Regions from separate parts of the Mus musculus genome. Here region 2 is linked to region 1. A link is a contact called in public HiChIP or PLAC-seq data. All regions are on one chromosome and are shown on one strand. The core of a region is the stretch at or near the end of the contact, and the rest is flanking DNA. Distances in the headings are between cores, read along the strand shown.

Region 1 (4,480 bases), core at 1,450-3,949:
GTGTGTGAAAATGTGATCAAAGAATAGAAACTCAAGAAATATGCATGTGAAAACTAATCAACTGTGTAGTTGTTGGTGATACTGAAGACTGAACCATGCTCTGCATACGTCCTACCATTGAGCCACATCCTAACCACCAATCTGTACATTTAAAACACCACACTGCTGATGGGCCATAACACCCAGTACAGCAGTCGCAGAAAACACTAATATTTACAATTGTCTATGATTTTTTAAAATCTAAAGTTTTTAATGTGTTTAGATGTTTTCTGCATATTTTCTAATAGATTAAAAAGAAAAGAATTGTAAAGTAATACATTTATTATAGTCAGATGGGAAACTGCTGAATTTTTTCTCCATAAGACTCTGTCTTATTTTTTCCTATAAGTAAAAGTATAATGAGGTAAACTGTAGTAAGTCAGAAGACATAAATGTGAAAACTGAACATACAATTTCCTACTCAGATTTGATGTAAAGCAGTTAAGGACAGGATAATTAGAAAATCTTTTTTTACATACTCTGTGTGTTAGGGGGCGTGCATGTGTGTGCTTTTTATCCATTTCAATTTTTTGGCATCTTATTCATATAAACATGTTTAATTAATTAGCATTGATGTATTTTGGTTGTACTTGGTACTAGATTACATAGGATCATTTCAAACAAATACATCATATACTTTTAACAAATTCCTTCCACAATTCCTTTGTTCCCCTGCCTCAGTCTCTTTTGTTTCTTTCAACACTTTAGTGTTGTCTCTGCTATCATCTCACATATACATATATGATTTTAAGTAGCTATATAAAATCTAGGAACCATATATGAAAGAAAATGTTATCTTTCTGAGACTAAGTTAATTTACTTAATATGATCACTTGCAGCTATTTTCCTACAAAAGATATATAACTTCTTCATTGATGAAAAATGTATACATATATATTACATTTTATATATCCATTCCATATATATATATATATATATATATATATACACACACACACATAATTATATATATATGGAAGGTTCTCTTGACTAAAGATGAATGTTGTCCAAGCGCTAATCATGGAAGACAAGCAGTGCCAAAGGAAAGAATCCAATAACTTCTGAAGTATTTATTGTAAGGAAAGTCACATGATAATAAAAAACAAAACAGAAATGTTTATAGTGGCTTTTGTCCTGTTTGGTTGAGACAGTTCTCATGTAGGGCAAATGCGTCTGGAACTTAAGTAAGTGAGGATGCCCTTGAACTCCTGATCTTCCAGCCTCCATCCTTCAAGTGCTGAGATTCAAACTTTCATGCCACACAGGTTTGAGTTTTGGGGTTGAAATGGGCTTTCTTATCAACTAGGATCTCCCTGAACTTACAATGTACCTGAGGATGGCCTTTAACTTCTGATCTTCCTATGCCTCCTAAGTAACCACAACCGGCTTTTTGAATTTTGTTGGTTTCTTTGTTTTGAAACAGGGTATCAAAAATTGTGGATGAGGGGAGTAACCCAGAGTCTTGAAATGGTGGGAAATTACTCTTTCCCACAATACAACTCACAGACTTTAACAAGAAGGAAGGCCCAAGTGTGGATACCTGAAATCCACCTCGAAGAGGAATAATAATCATGGGAGGCAGAGGGAGGAAATTGGGTCGGAGAGGTGAGAGGAAGGGGAAAAGAAGGGGCGGGATCAGGTATGGAAAGGAGGGATGCCCAGAGGGCCAGGAGAATTAATCAACATGCAGCAGTGGAGGTTAGGGCCCATGGGGAACCTCTAGAAAGTCCCAGAGATCTGGGATGTGAGAGGCTACTAGGACTCAATGGGGATGACCTAAGCGGAAATGTGAGGTGGAAGCAGATGGGGGAGCACCCTCTCAGAGTTGGGAGGAGGGCTTAAAGAACTCCGGGAGGGGGAGTCAGGATGGGGGGGGGGGTTGGAATGTAAATAAAGTAATTTAATAAAAGATATAAAGAGGAAAACTATAAAACTCTTTAAAATATTAGAAAATTAAAACTCTTCTGTAGGTTTACATTACTCAGAGAATTACTCCTCTCACAAGCTAACCAGACTTTTTCAAGTCCACATTGAAAAATAGTAAATTTAACGATCCCACGAGGGACAAGCCCACAGTACAAAAAGCAAGTGTCCAATACCTTTCTTACTAGGGTTTCTATTACTGTTATAAGCACCATGACCAAAAGCAACTTAGGAAGGAAAGAGTTTACTTGGCTTACACTTCCACATCACAGCCCATCATCAAAGGAACTTGAGGCAGGAACTGAAGAAGCTCTGAAGGAATGTTGCTTTCTGGCTAGTTCACTCAGCCTTTTTCACATACCGAAAGACCACCGGCCCAGGGGTGGCAGCAGCACACATTCAGATGGGCCCTCCCGCATTGATCAGTAATCAAAATATTCCCACAGGCCAATTTGGAAGCAGCGTTTTTCTCAGTTGAGGTTTCTCTTTCTAACGACTCTGCCATGTTTCAAGTTAACATAAAGCTAACCAACTGTCTCTTAAACGTTCTTATACCATCCGCAAGTCCACACCTCAATCAACTGGCATTTTAAACCTGAGCTCACCTAATGCGCAAATCACACCTCTTGCGCTGTCACCAACGAGTATGGAAGAGCGAGGCAGCGGGATAGACAGGACCCACCGCCCACCAGCGCCGTCCTGCCCCTCTAGGCCCACGGTTTGCTCTATGGTCTGGCGGACCTTGTGTTGTCATCCTCCGAGCGACGGCCGGAGGCGGCGGCGGAGGCCCGGGCGGGGTGTTTGGTTTCGTTTCTGCACCGACTGGAATTAGTGTCGACGGTCAAAATGGGAGTCCCCAAGTTTTACCGATGGATCTCGGAGCGGTACCCCTGCCTCAGCGAAGTGGTGAAGGAGCATCAGGTGGGTGAGCTCAGGCCGCGGCGCAGAAAGCGGGCCCGCGGGCCTCTCTGCGCTGTGGGACCCCGGCCTTCCAGCTGCCCGCGGTGCAGGTCAGCGGCCGAACGGGGGGAAGAGAAGGGGAACGGAGGCTTGGCGGCCCCCGGGTAGCCGCACCAGGTAGAGGCAGGTCAGAACAGAGTGGCTTGCGGCAGGTCTGAGCTCCCCCTGGGAAGGCACTCCAGGACTTGCAAAGGAGCCCTTGGTGGGAAGGCTTTTAAGGAGCCCTCTCTGTCCTCCTGGGAACCGGACCTGGAGCTTCGCTTTAGGCTGCGAAGCTGTGTGGGACGACTTCTCGGGTCCCTCATCCCAAGCAAAGCAACAGACGGTATACAAGCACTAACGTCCCCGTGGTGGAATCGCGGAGCACTCCAGCTGTGAAGAGCTGCATTTAACCTCAATGCCTGGACCGGTTGCTGTAGCTAGCTAGTGTCTTGGGTTTGTGATACTTTTTCATGCTCCCGTTAGCCCCCAGACAGGACCGACCCCCCTATTGTCTAAACGAACAAAACGTTTAGATGGAGCGCAGGGATGGGGCGGGGAGGTGGGGGGAATGGTGCTTAAAGGCTTTAGTATGGCAGAAAGATCTCGAAACATTATTACTAACACTTAGTGTATAATGACCCTACAGCAGCGGGTTTTTTTTTTTTTTGAGTTCTAAAAGTGTGTATTTGTATATTTATATATACTATATACTAGAATATATCTGCATGTTTGAATGACGGAGGAGAGAAACCAAATGTTCTAATAGGTAAACTAGACTTTGAATGATAATGTAGTATGTCACATTTAATGACTTTGGTTTACAGAAAAAAAAAACTCGTTTTTGAAATTTGTATACTTAATAAATTATTTGTGATAAGTAGCACTGTATTAATACTGGAAGTTGTCAATTATGTGGGGTTTTTTTTTTGTTTGTTTGTTTTAAGGTACTTATAAGGTTAAAGATAGAATCCAGCCTCTGGAAAGGATTCTTTTGATATTAACTTCTAATGAAAGTTGGCATATAAAAGAAACCTTATAAAAAGTTCGAAAATGCTGACTTGTCTTCCCCTTATTTTAGTTAAGATTAGATGGTATGAATTTGGTTGACTTAAATTTAGATGGTATTTATTTTCAGGGAGAAAAGTGAAAATGGAGGCATTGTTTTTCTTTTTCAGGATCTTTAATCAATAAATATTTTCTAGCCTAATGTGTTCAATAACATTTTTATTCTATGCTCTTTGATCACAGACATTTATTTGGTAAAAATATCTTGGGTTCACCATCCTGGGGAATTTCATTGTAAAAACAAAACAGTCTTTTAAAGCAACATCATGACATGGGAAGCAAGATAGATTTTGTGAAAGTTTTACAGTAGATTGAAAGTAAGGATTGCTTTAAAATTACACTGAAAATAAACTTTAAAACTTGTTGGTGTGTCAGCGGGGCATGGTGTCCTACACCTTCAATCCCAGCACTGAGCAGGCAGAGGTAGGTAGATAAACTGACAGCCATGGAACACAGACCTGACAAAACAAGAAACTCGATGTATCAAAGTTAGGCCTTTCACAAATATTTT
Region 2 (4,480 bases), core at 1,415-3,914, 68 kb after region 1:
TTCACATACTGAGTCAGGGACAGCCTGGGCTACGTCAGGCTTTACCTCAGAAGAGAAAGAAAGGTCAAAAGGAAAGGAAATAAAAAAGTGTCCAGGTGCCAATACTGCCATGGAGGGAATAGAACTCTCCTACATTTTCAGTAAGAATTCAAAAATGATACAGCCACTTTGGAAAGTAGTTTGGTAGATCCTTTTATTTTTTTCAGAGCTGAGGACCGAACCCAGGGCCTTGCACTTGCTAGGCAAGCGCTCTACCACCGAGCTAAATCCCCAACCCTTTGGTAGGTCCTTTTAATTTTTTTTTTTTTACATAGCCTAGGCTATGTATTAGACACATGATCTTTCTCCATTTGCAACCGGAAACCGGAGTATTGAAATTAGTTTGTGCACTAACACGTCTGGCTTGCTTTGTTAAGTTTGTTTGTGGCATGCCCTTGCTGTGTGGCCAAGACTTTCCTGGAACTTAATATGTTGCATAGGCTGACCTCAAACTCAGAGTCCTCCTGCCTCAACCTCCCAAGTGCTAGGATCATAGTTTCTCTAGTAGTTACGTTTTCTCCTTAGGTTTTCTTTATTGTGTGTGTGTGTGTCAGGCCATGAGTGTGTACATGGAGTGGGTGTGTATATGCTCACTTGGGTTAGTGTTAGTTTCACAGTGTGCATGTGGAGGCCAGAGGATTACTACAGAGTCATTCTCTCTGCCAACTGTCCTGAGGACTGTCATCTCACCAGCCCCACACCAGCAAAGCAAAGACATTCCATCCCTAGATGCTGATCCAGAACAAAATAAGACATGAATTTACATTAAGCCTCATGTGATAACAAAAAACTAGAAAATTGCAAATGCTTGCCAGTAAATGAATGAATAAATTGTTGGATAATATGTGATGAAATGCTTCTCAACAATATAAAAAGAAAAGAAAATGATACATTCAAAATGGATGACTCTCAAAATAATTATGCTGATAGAAGCCAGACCAAAAAAGAATAGAGCTGTATAATCTTATTTACTTTAAATTTGATGTATGCAATAATCTATAATGACAATATTTTAATAGCTTCCTGGTTACTAAGGATATGCATTGCAAAATGACACAGGAGACTTTGGGAATAACTGTCTTATTTATTATGGCTTTTTGACTAATTGCATGTGGTAAAATATACTAAATTATATACTTTATGTATAACCTATCATATCAGTTTTATATTAAAATTTTTTAAATGAGCCTGGGAATTGATGGCACATGCCTTTAATCCCAGCACGTGGGAGACACAGGCAGGCAGATCTCTGTGAGTTCAAGGCCAGCCTGATCTATAGAGCAAGTTCCAGGACAGCCAAGGCTACACAAAGAAACCCTGTCTCAAAAACAAACGAAATTTTTAATGCATTCCTTAATACCCAGTAATTTCACTTTTAGGGAAGGATTAGCATACATAGAGGAGACATTTACATGATATTCATAATAGCATTGTTATAATTGTTATAATTGTTAAAATTATAAACTAAGTTTTTATAGTAGAGGAAAGAGATAAATGATGGTATATTCATGGATAGAATACAAGATATACTGAGATATATTCAGGAAACAGGACCGAGTCTCATCATTTTGAAACAAGCACAAGTGTGTTACAAGAGTACATCCCTGGTGGTAGGTAGATAATAGACAGAGATAGAAATGGATAATGAGGGCTGGAGAGAAGGCTCAATGGTTAAGAGGACCAATGGCTCTTCCGAAGGTCCTGAGTTCAAATCCCAGCAACCACATGGTGGCTCACAACCATCTGTAATGAGATCTGACATCCACTTCTGTTGCATCTGAAGACAGCTACAGTGTACTTAGATATAATAATAAATAAATCTTTAAAAAAAGAAAAAGAAATGAATAATGAACTTGTCAAACACTATATACATTATTTCAGGTATGTCTATAGCTAGTAAAAATGTAAAGGAGTATATAAGAGGCCAGATTGCCAAGGTAAGGTTATGGTTGCCTTTTAGGGATAAGGACATGCTGGGCTTGTAAGGCCTTTGTGTTGTTTATTGCCCTGGACGACAGTTGGGGTGCTGGTGTGGCTTTCTTCATAGTTAAACAATTTTTGTAAACTTTTAAAATAAAACAAGTGCTTCCGAGCATCTTTACAATTGACTGCTGCTTTCCCATTGTGTGATTTCCCCATCTGATTCCTTTCTTCATCTTTAACAGCTAGCAGAGAAGCTGATGTACTATTTGAAGTATTATTTGATGAGGAATTTCCCGGAGGCTTAACAATAAGGTTTGTATTTCCAAATACTAGTTGTCCTTCATGAATGTCCATGCAGCCTCTCTCTGTTCTTTTTGTTTTTGTTTTTTTGTTTTGTTTTTCAAGACAGGGTTTCTCTATATAGCCCTAGCTGTCCTGGAACTCACTTTGTAGACCAGGCTGTCCTCGAACTCAGAAATCCACCTGTCATTGCCTCCCAAGTGCTGGGACTAAAGGCGTGCGCGACCACTACCCAGTTTAGCCTCTCTCTGATTTTGTATTACTTGTAGATATGTGTGCCCAGTTTGACATCATAGTTGCTATAGAGTTAAAACAGTGAGTACCTGTCTACCCTCCTGATTTTTCACTTTAGCCAAGGCGGTTCAGCAACTGACTCTAATGGTAACTATTTAATTAAATGTGACGAATGCATGAACAGTGGTTAACTGGGCAGAGAGGAAAGAAGAGAGTGAGAAATACTCAAGAACACAGGATAGAACATGTGACAAAGGACATTTTCTGGTTAAATGACTTCAGGAATAGAGCTGGCTGAGTTCAAAGACATGTTAAGTCTTCATCATCTAATGTAGTGGAGTTATAGGTGCTTAACAAGATCACAGTAGCTTGAGGATTGAATGGCAGGTTAGTAATGAGACAGGAAACTTGACTCTGAAGGATAAAAGCAACAGCTGGAAGTTATCAGATTTAAAACAGTAGAGTTGAGTTGCTTTCATTTGAAAGTATATGAAACATGATATCATTTTGAGAGAGCTCTAGTACAAAGTTTAAAGTTACAGGAAATAATAGCAAGGATGCGCTCTTTCACTTATACTTTGTAATATCTTCATTTGTAATAAAAGATTACTAGAGTATTAGGAGGAAGAAATGAATCATTTTCCAGCTTTTCTTTCTAATTTAACTACAAAGCTGACATGAACTTAACTTCCTTTGCATCTGTGTTTTGGTTAATAGGTAATTATAATTTTAAATTACTCTTGTTTGGCCTCCTGACATAAAGTCTTAGTCTGTACTGAGTGGCTCCTACTACATGCCATTATTGAGCCAGCTAGATGATACAGAGCTGTAGGTGACTACTGCACAAACCTGACAGCCAGACACAAGTAAAGGTCGCAGGAAGGAAACAGCTGATCGCGTAAAGTTGTCCTCTGACCTCCTGCCCATGTGCACTCAGTAATATAAAAGTTCTATTATTTTGAAACTTGAATATGCTTGTTCCTCTAAGACCTTCCCAGTGTGTACTCTTAAATGCAGCCACAGAATTTTGATCTTTTATTTAATTATTTAGTTTTAATAACTCGCATTTGCACAATAACTACAGTATATATCTAACATATATATTACATGACTTTTTTCTTTTGTGTGTTTGTTTTGAGACAAGGTCTTGATCAAAGCTGGCCTCAAACCCAAGGTCTTCCTTCCTCTACATTCCAAGTGCAGGGCTGACAGACAGGTTCAGGGATGTGCAGGCACACAGTCAACATACACCATTATGATGTATGCTTTAGGACTTGTTTTCTTTTTCATTGTCCTAATTTCTTTGACAGAGGGTTTCATCTAAACAGACTAGTTTCAGATTTGAAACGTAGCCAAGGCTGGCTTTGAACATCTGATATTCCTGCCTCAGCCTCTCTAATACTGTGATTACAGGCATGCATTACCAGGCATGGCTTAGTTTTTTGTCTGTTTGTCTTGGTGACATTTTTTTCTTCTACTCCTAGTTAAGGGCATCTTAGAGAGAGCTTTGTGAAAGATTACTGTCACACATATTCATTTTTTATAATATAAGTCTCATGAAAATACATGTTTTGTAGCAAACTGGAACTCATAAAAGAACTCTACTTTTTTAGTGTCATCAATATGAGAAGATGGTATTTTTGAAAGAGGAAAAGGTATTATTAGAGTTTAAAAAGTTGACAAAAGACTCCCCCACCCCCACCCCCTTTTCTTAAGTTCAGGGATCTAACCCTGAGTTAATTTCCAGTATGTTTTGTTTTGTTTTTCTCACATTTTTTGAGGCAAGGCTGTACTCTGTACCACAGTGTGGCCTAGTCTGTCTGACCTACATTGAATTCCTGACCTTCCCACTCCTGCCTCCCAGCTGCCCACATCATAGGAATGCACAAGCAGTCCCTCCACTGAGATGATGTCTCCATTGTAGGTGCTCACCTGGTAGGGGATACCGACTGCCAACAAGTGCCTTGGTGAACCTTTCTCATGG

The links. HiChIP or PLAC-seq counts read pairs in DNA pulled down with a chosen protein or histone mark.
Region 2: a contact with region 1 is called in an H3K4me3 HiChIP or PLAC-seq map of the SCID.adh cell line, with 15 read pairs. The contact joins the enhancer-like site here to the promoter of Xrn1 in region 1. A contact is called at or near these places in 1 of 39 promoter capture datasets (macrophages), 1 of 15 datasets of contacts at CTCF or cohesin (CD8 T cells), 2 of 484 Hi-C or Micro-C datasets (CD4 T cells and nephron progenitors), 4 of 115 datasets of contacts at active chromatin or transcription factors (the SCID.adh cell line, double positive thymocytes, embryonic stem cells and 1 more) and 4 of 9 other capture datasets (adipose tissue, embryonic stem cells, liver and 1 more).

What each region holds. Positions count from the first base shown.
Region 1 is chr9:95,952,061-95,956,540 of GRCm38.p6, forward strand. Xrn1 (5'-3' exoribonuclease 1) reads left to right here and starts at 2,700. Exons shown (of 42, transcript NM_001311130.1): 1 at 2,700-2,883. The coding sequence starts at 2,809. Gm16794 (a long non-coding RNA gene) reads right to left here. Exons shown (of 3, transcript XR_871036.3): 1 at 2,568-4,480. It also overlaps a transcript of Atr not described here.
Region 2 is chr9:96,019,602-96,024,081 of GRCm38.p6, forward strand. Xrn1 (5'-3' exoribonuclease 1) reads left to right here. Exons shown (of 42, transcript NM_001311130.1): 30 at 2,205-2,274; 31 at 4,421-4,480. Among named protein-coding and RNA genes, the nearest start is that of Gm16794, 59 kb to the left of the region's middle. Within about 2 kb of position 2,665, at least 3 of the 459 cell types and tissues checked have an H3K27ac peak or open chromatin away from gene starts, as enhancers often do. A contact at or near this core is called in the SCID.adh cell line, where this site is marked.